2 separate regions of the Mus musculus genome follow, and region 2 is linked to region 1. The links are chromatin contacts, called in public HiChIP or PLAC-seq maps. All regions are on one chromosome and are shown on one strand. The core of a region is the stretch at or near the end of the contact, and the rest is flanking DNA. Distances in the headings are between cores, read along the strand shown. Region 1 overlaps Gm42327 (a long non-coding RNA gene). Region 2 overlaps Clic4 (chloride intracellular channel 4 (mitochondrial)).

Evidence for each region. HiChIP or PLAC-seq counts read pairs in DNA pulled down with a chosen protein or histone mark.
Region 2: a contact with region 1 is called in a FOXA1 HiChIP or PLAC-seq map of pancreatic cancer cells. The contact joins two enhancer-like sites. A contact is called at or near these places in 4 of 115 datasets of contacts at active chromatin or transcription factors (bone marrow-derived macrophages, embryonic stem cells, pancreatic cancer cells and 1 more).

Annotation. Positions count from the first base shown.
Region 1 is chr4:135,043,550-135,047,099 of GRCm38.p6, forward strand. Gm42327 (a long non-coding RNA gene) reads right to left here. Exons shown (of 3, transcript XR_881493.1): 2 at 2,466-2,526; 3 at 149-2,281. Among named protein-coding and RNA genes, the nearest start is that of Gm42327, 6.0 kb to the right of the region's middle. Within about 2 kb of position 1,697, at least 21 of the 459 cell types and tissues checked have an H3K27ac peak or open chromatin away from gene starts, as enhancers often do. A contact at or near this core is called in pancreatic cancer cells, where this site is marked.
Region 2 is chr4:135,245,708-135,249,374 of GRCm38.p6, forward strand. The region is part of intron 1 of Clic4 (chloride intracellular channel 4 (mitochondrial)); the gene reads right to left. Among named protein-coding and RNA genes, the nearest start is that of Clic4, 25 kb to the right of the region's middle. Within about 2 kb of position 2,109, at least 75 of the 459 cell types and tissues checked have an H3K27ac peak or open chromatin away from gene starts, as enhancers often do. A contact at or near this core is called in pancreatic cancer cells, where this site is marked.

The sequences.
Region 1 (3,550 bases), core at 447-2,946:
TGCTGGTCCAGCTAGTCCAACAATGGCTGCCTACCAACAGAAGGTCCAGGAATCCAGTAGTTGTTCAGTTCATGAGACTGATGTCTCAGTTGGTCTTCAGTGTCTGCCTGAATCCCAAAAGAAATAACCAGGCTGTAATGCCACTGAAGGAATGGGCTTGCTAGCAAGAACAGGCAGGCCAACGAAGAGCCAGCATCCTTCTCCCGTTTCCTTTACATAGATTGCCAGCAGAAAGTGCAGCCCAGATTGGAGGTAGATCTTGACACCCCAGAGGTCTGAATTAATGGATCTTCCCACTTCAAATGATTTATTAAGAAAGAACTCCTTCACAGGAGCCCCAGTCGCCTGCGTGTTCTGGTTTCTCCTAGATGTGGTCAGGTTGACAGCCAAGATAGCCATCACGCTCATCAGGGTAGACTTGGGTGGAGTTGTTTGTGTCTTTTCCTGTTGTCAGTGTCCCACCTAGTGTGAGTTTGTTCACGTTTCCCCGGCAAACCTCACACAGCACAAGGCTTTTGACTGGGTGGGTAGCAGCAGAGCAGATGAACTTGGCCAACGCCCCTGCTTTGCCCCTTGACCTGGAGGTGAGAGTAAACCTGAGACCTCATTCTTCTGGGCCTCTCTTTTCTCATCTGTGAAGTGGGACCAGTGGGACCTTTCCCCTTGGGTTTGAGAGCGCAGGACAAGGCATGCACAAAGGACAAGGCACACATGAAGGGTCTCGGCGTGCAGTCCCCGGCCACAGCACATTTCCTTCAGTATGAGACTAGGGACAGGTGGGTGGGTGAGACATTGGGGTTTCAGGGACTCCTGGAGCTCTTCCCATAGGGGGTTGGGGGGACTCGCACGGGGCAGGGCCACGTCATCTCTGCAGTCCGGGCTCTTCAGCTCTTTAATTGCCTCCACACACCTTCTGTCCTAGGCGGCAGCTTTAGGGCCTCAGTTTCTCCATCTGAGATATGAGCAGATTCGTTTCTCGTGAAAGTGCATGAGCGACTAGGGAAATACTTGATCCATGGAGCAGAGATAAGCCAGGCTCGTGTGGGTGAGCAGTGAGCTAGCTTTGTGCCTCTGCTTGGAAAGTCACTACTCAGCAGACTCAGCTCTGAAGAAATGTGGCTCATCTGGAAACAGCAGTGTTAGCTATGTATCTCCTTGCTGCAAGGAGACGCCTGGCAGAAGCAACTATGAATAAGGGTTTATTTGAGCTCACGGTCTGTCAGGTTGGGGCAGGCATGGTAGCTAGAGTTTGAGGTGGCCAGTCACATTCAGCTTCAGTGCAGAGGCAGGGAACTATAAATGAAGATGCTCAGCTTGCTTTCTCCTCTTTATTCAGTCTGGGACTCCAGCTGGTGAAAGGATGCCACTCACAACTAGAGCGGGCCTTTGCATCTCCAGCACTCTCATCTCAATACTCCCTCCGAGGCACGCCCAGCGGCTGGCCTCCTAGGTAACTCTAGATTCTGTCAAGTAGGAAATGGTTAGCATCGCATCTCCACCGCTTGGCAGCTTCACCCCCAAACACATCGTTCTAAAACCATCCTGGCCTCCTCTTGTCCCCAGAGACTCATGGCCGTCTTCTAATGCAAAATGCATCGAGCCTTAACGTCCAAAGTCTCCATAGCCTTTAATGATTCCGGCACAGTTTGAAAGTCTCAAGTGCAGCCTGGCTCTTTCAGGGTGACATCACACATGCCTTTGTGGTTTTTGCTGGTCCGTGGCGAGGCCATTTGTAATCAGCCGGTTAGCGCCAGGCTCCTTCACAATCTGGCAGGAATTCACAAAGGCAAATTCCATTGGGCAAACTGGTTTATCTGGGAACTTCCGGTCACCGCACCGTCGCTGTTGCCCTTTCGGTGAATGCATGCTAACGTGAGAACACAGGATCGCTGTATAAAAGAGAGATCTGGGCATCTAGGCAAAGAGAACACGTTTAGTAACCTTTCCTAGACTAGAGTACAACACAGATACATATGCGCATGTGTATTTTCCACCACCAAAACATGAGCTGTCTTAGGTTTATTCTGTTGCTGTGGTGTAGTGCTCTAACCAAAAATAACTTCCAGAAGGGTGGGTGTCTTGGTCACAGCTCTGTTGCTGTAAGGGGACACCAGGACTAAGGCAACATACAGTAGAAAACATTTAATTGGGTGCTGTCTTACAGTTTCAGAGGGCAACCCATCATCAGCGTGGCAGGAAGTCTGGTAAAAGGCAGACCATCAGGCATGGAGCTCAGAGCTTTAACATCTTGATCCACGGACAGCAGGCAGAGAGAGGGACACTGGACCAAGAATGGGTTTTTGAAATCTCAAAGCCCACCTCCAGCAATACACCTTCTCAAAGAGGCCACCCAACTCCACCAGGACCACACCTCCCCAACAGTCCACTAACTGGGAACCAAGCATTTGAATATATCAGCCCATGGGGGTCATTTTCATTCAAACCACCACAGAAGGATTTTTTACCTTACACTTCCAGGTCACAGTTCATCGTTGCAGGAAGTCAAGGTAAAAACTGGAGCAGGAGCTGAAGCAGAAACCACAGAGGAACACTGCTTACTTGTTTGTTCTCTGACTAGTTAGTTCTCTTACAGATGCATGCTTAACTAGTTTTCTTATATAGACCAGGATCATCTGGGCAGGGAATGGTACCACCCAGAGTGGGCTGGGATTTCATATATTAATTAACAGTCAAGACAAGCCCCCATAGAGATGCCCAAACTCAGATGTCTCTAGGCTGGATCAAGTTGACAGTCAAGGTGAACACACACACACACAAAGAGCAAAGTCTTTTCTGAGATGCATGTAGCTCTTAATTGTGATCCTCTAAAACATCAAAAAACAAATTGCCAACAACTCCCACCATTGGATGGTCCAGAGTGAACATTCTCATTATGGGAGGCAGGAGGGTGGGGACCTAGCAAGGATTGATTTGACCAAAGCAGACAGAAACCCAGCAAAGGGAACACCAAGTCCTAGAGCTCCATGTCCAGCATTTGGAGCTTGGGATGAAATCATTTGGGCTCCAAAGGACTCCCCTAGCCCCAGCTCTCCAGCCTGCTGCCCGCAGCACATAGAGCCTTTCTCAGGCTGGCTGCCTTCAATGCAGGCAGCTCTCCTTGGTGGCTATCCCGTGGGCCTGGCATCTCCAGAGCCCTGGCATCCAGCATTTCCAGTCTAGGGATTCCGCTGATTTTAGGCTTTACCTTTACATCAGCCCAACATGGGAGAAGTCAGCACAGGATTCTGCTCTTGTGAACTCTCACGAGACTTGATAAGTAGCGATAGGCTGCAAAAGCCTGACTGGGGCCCTGTGGTGGCTTGAATACGCTTGGGACAGGGCGTGGCACTATTAGGAGGTGTGGTCTTATTGGAGTAGGTGTGGTGGTGTTGGAGGATGTGTGCTGCTGTGGGGGCGGGCTTTGAGACCCTCCTCCTAGCTTCCTGGAAGTCAGTCTTCTAGTGGCCTTCAGAAGAAGATGTAGAACTCTCAGCTCCTTCTCCAGCCTCTTCTCTGCCTGGATGCTGTCTTGCTCCTGCCTTGATGGTAA
Region 2 (3,667 bases), core at 859-3,358, 200 kb after region 1:
ATAAATAAGATCATGATATGGCGTGGAGGAATCACGTTGTTCCCTGTTCCCAAGTTCTGTCTTTGTAAATAAAAGAGCCAAGGACAAGACTGCAGACTTGTTCTAAGTCAGCCAGCTGCATAAGAGAGACCCTGTCTCAAAAGACAACAAAAGGCTGCAGACTTCAGGTGCCTCTCATTCCTTGTTCCTGAAGCTTACCTATGCCGCTGAGAGAAGGGCTGGCCCCTTCTGAAGTCATAGTACAACCAACCGGGGCTAGATGCCACTCCAGGCCGGCACGCAGAGCGTTTACCCCTGAAGATGAACTCTGCTCTTGCAAAGCAAGCTCTCGGAATTGATCCAGTTCATACTTGGATCCGCTCACTCAGCGGACGATGCCAGCCAGCTAGGAGCCCTCACCTAGACGGTCTCAGGAAAACCCACCATTCCCACAGTCAAGTGACCCTGCCCTTGGTGGGCTGTCACCCTCTTGTACAAAGGACTGTATGAGAACTCAACAGTTAACGCACACAGTAGCAGGAGGCTCCAAAGTAAGGGGAGGAGAGGCTGCTGCTCATTGTACGCCCTTTGTTACTTTTCAGTATGTATAATTTGTGTGTGACTACATACTAGATAAATTTACAATAGTTAGCAAGATGGACATGAACCTTTCACAGCAAACCAAAACCTCTCTACCCAAAATACATGAGAATGAAGTAGGAATCCAGAATGGCTGTTGAAAAGCTCTGGAGACAGGGGATCTATTTGAGATGTATGTGAAAGCAGCAGTCTCAAATACCTGGGAACAAGGTCTTTAATGAAATAGATTTAAATGCAAATTACCAGATCCCTGCTCCAGGTCTGATTCAGGGCACCTGCTCCAAAGTTAAACTCTCCTTTGGACCCTGTTCTTTCAAGGCCAGTAACTGACAGCCAGTTGGTAAATAACAGCGTGTTCCCCTAACTCCCTAGTAAAATGCTTCTTGTTGGCTCAGATGATGCACGCCTTTCATCCCAGCTCCCAGGGAAGCAAAGGCAGGAGGAGCTCTCAGTCCCCACAGGGTCTACTTAGTCCAGGCTAGACAAGGCTACATAGTGAACTCCTTTAGGGAGGGAGGGAGGGAGGGAGGGAGGGAGGGAGGGAGAGACAGATATCCTATATCAAACTAGAGCATGCTCAAAATTAACTAATCCAAGCCAGCTTATAGTCTCATAAAGGCAACCAGACATTGAACTTCCTGAACAGTTGGGCCTGGTGGTACATGCCTTTTTCCAAGGGGATAGGGAAAGGATGCCACAAGCCACCTCAGCCCCGGTGCTTTGTGTTTTGGTGTAATGAGGTCACCATGGCTCTTCCTCTTGCTGGCAGTTCTTATGAAAACGGTACACCTGACAATGTCTGGCTTTAGTCTAAATCACTGGGAATTGAGGAAATTCAGGCTGCATAAAGCGCTTTTCCAGATTACTCTTTAATTTAAAAGGCAAACTGAAGTACAGCGCCTACTGTGCTCCCCTGTCTGGATACCCTTATCCCCAGTCACTACCACGGTCACCTGCAATCGAGCTTAGCGTGGTAACTAAAATGGGCGACTGTCCTCGTCAGCACGGCTACCCACAGTTACGCCTCGTCTTCACTGAGACAAAGTCTCAGGCATCTATTTCCTTGGTAAATGACTAAATTCTGATTCAGCTACCAAATGTGGCTAACTGTTCTATTTTTAAAGAAAAGGCTCCAGCCACACACACAAGTGTTTGTAAAGCTGGGCCTCCTCCCTTAGCCGACTTCCCTGCTGAGATCCTAAGGAGCCCCAGCAACACAACACCGCAGCCCTTCCATCCTGGGCTGTGCAGTCCACAACTAAGATCGGATTCTTCCCGTGGGATTTCATCGCTTCAAACACTGTACTGCTCGTTAGCTTTCTATTGATTATTTAACAAGCGACGCCTATGGGTTGCAAAGAGTGCGCTGGAGGCCATTAACACAGAAAAACTTACTACTTCTTCCCGACATATTTTAATTAAACATTTCAATTAAGGAGCTGGGGTGTGCTTCAGTTGGAGACTTCGTGCCTAGTCCTCAGCACAGCAAACACTGGACACAGCGTCACACACATGTTAACTCCAGACTTGGACGGTGAGATCAGAAGGGTCAGAAACTCAAGGTCACAGCTACACTGAGACATCAAAGCCAGCCTGGGTAACTTAGATTCAGATATAAGATATATTAATTTTCTCATATTCTCTCTCTCTCTCTCTCTCTCTCATTTTTCATTTATTGGACGTGATATTATAGCAGATCCGATAGCATCCTGAGGTTGAAATCAATACCAGTAGTCAGAGCAAAGAGACTCAGAAGGAAACAGCTGGTACCTGATGTGCCCCACACACGGAGACATTTTATCAATGTGTTTCCTTACCTGTTGAAGCCACACTGAACACAGAGTTTCTGTTATTCATGATCACATATTCATGATCACAAGTAGCTAAACCATTACACACACACACACATATACATATAGTCATTTACCTCTAGTTTAGACTGGCTAGAGGGGTGGGGGTTAGCTCAGTGGGTTTAGTTCAGCATTACCACTAAGAACAGAAGGATGAGTGACAAGGAACAAGAAAAGGAACACTCTTTGAATAGAGCAGTGCAGCCAGGGTGCTGTCCACCTACAGTTAGCTCTTTCCCACGGCTGCCATCTAGACTGCTCTAAGCTGTGAGTGAGCTGGTAGCATTTGCCCCCCAAGGTCTGAGGCCAGAACACCTGACAGAACACCGTGTGACTGACTGAAAGGCAGCTCCACTACCCCAGCAGCCTCCAACCGCTGCAGCAGGCGCAGAGCTAACAAAGGGGGAACGAACGGGCCCGATCTCCCGAATCTTTCAGTTTGTAGAAGAAACAGATAATATCAATATAAAACCACTAAGTGCTTAAGGGCAGCCAAATGCTCAGAGAAAAGACAGGGACCTGCTTCAGAGGCAATGCCCACAGACATCTCCTAGATCAAGGAAAATGAAGTTGCTAAGTAGGCTCAGTGAGCACAAGACTAAGCCACAAGACATCTGAAACCACATTAAAGGGCAGATTTTTATGCTCAAAGAAGAAACAATTCATTGGTTTGTTTGACAAATGTTTATCAAGAGCTTTCTTTTTTTGGTTTTTCTTTCCTTTTTTTTTTTTTTTTTTAAAGATTTATTTATTATATATACAGTGTTCTGCCTGCATGCGTGCCTGCAGACCAGAAGGTGGCACCAGATCCCATTACAGATGGTTGTGAGCCACCATGTGGTTGCTGGGAATTGAACTCAGGACCTCTGGAAGAGCAGACAGTGCTCTTAACCACTGAGCCATCTCTCCAGCCCCTCTTTTTGGTTTTTCAAGACAGGGTTTCTCTGTGTAGACCTGGCTATCCTGGAACTCCTCTATAGACCAGGCTGTCCTCAAACTCACAGAGATCTGCCTGCCTCTGCCTCTGCCTCTGCCTCCAGAGCGCTGAGACTGCACACAGTGTCTCTCACAAGGAATGTCTGTTTTGAAGCATACTGATCTTTCTACTTCACCACCTGTGTGAAACTAGAGACTTAATCTCTCCGGTTCTCAGTTTTCTTCTCTGTAAAATGGGGGAAAACATGCACTTTATGTTATAGGTATGTAACCAGTGAATAGATGAAAATCTCTAAACGTGG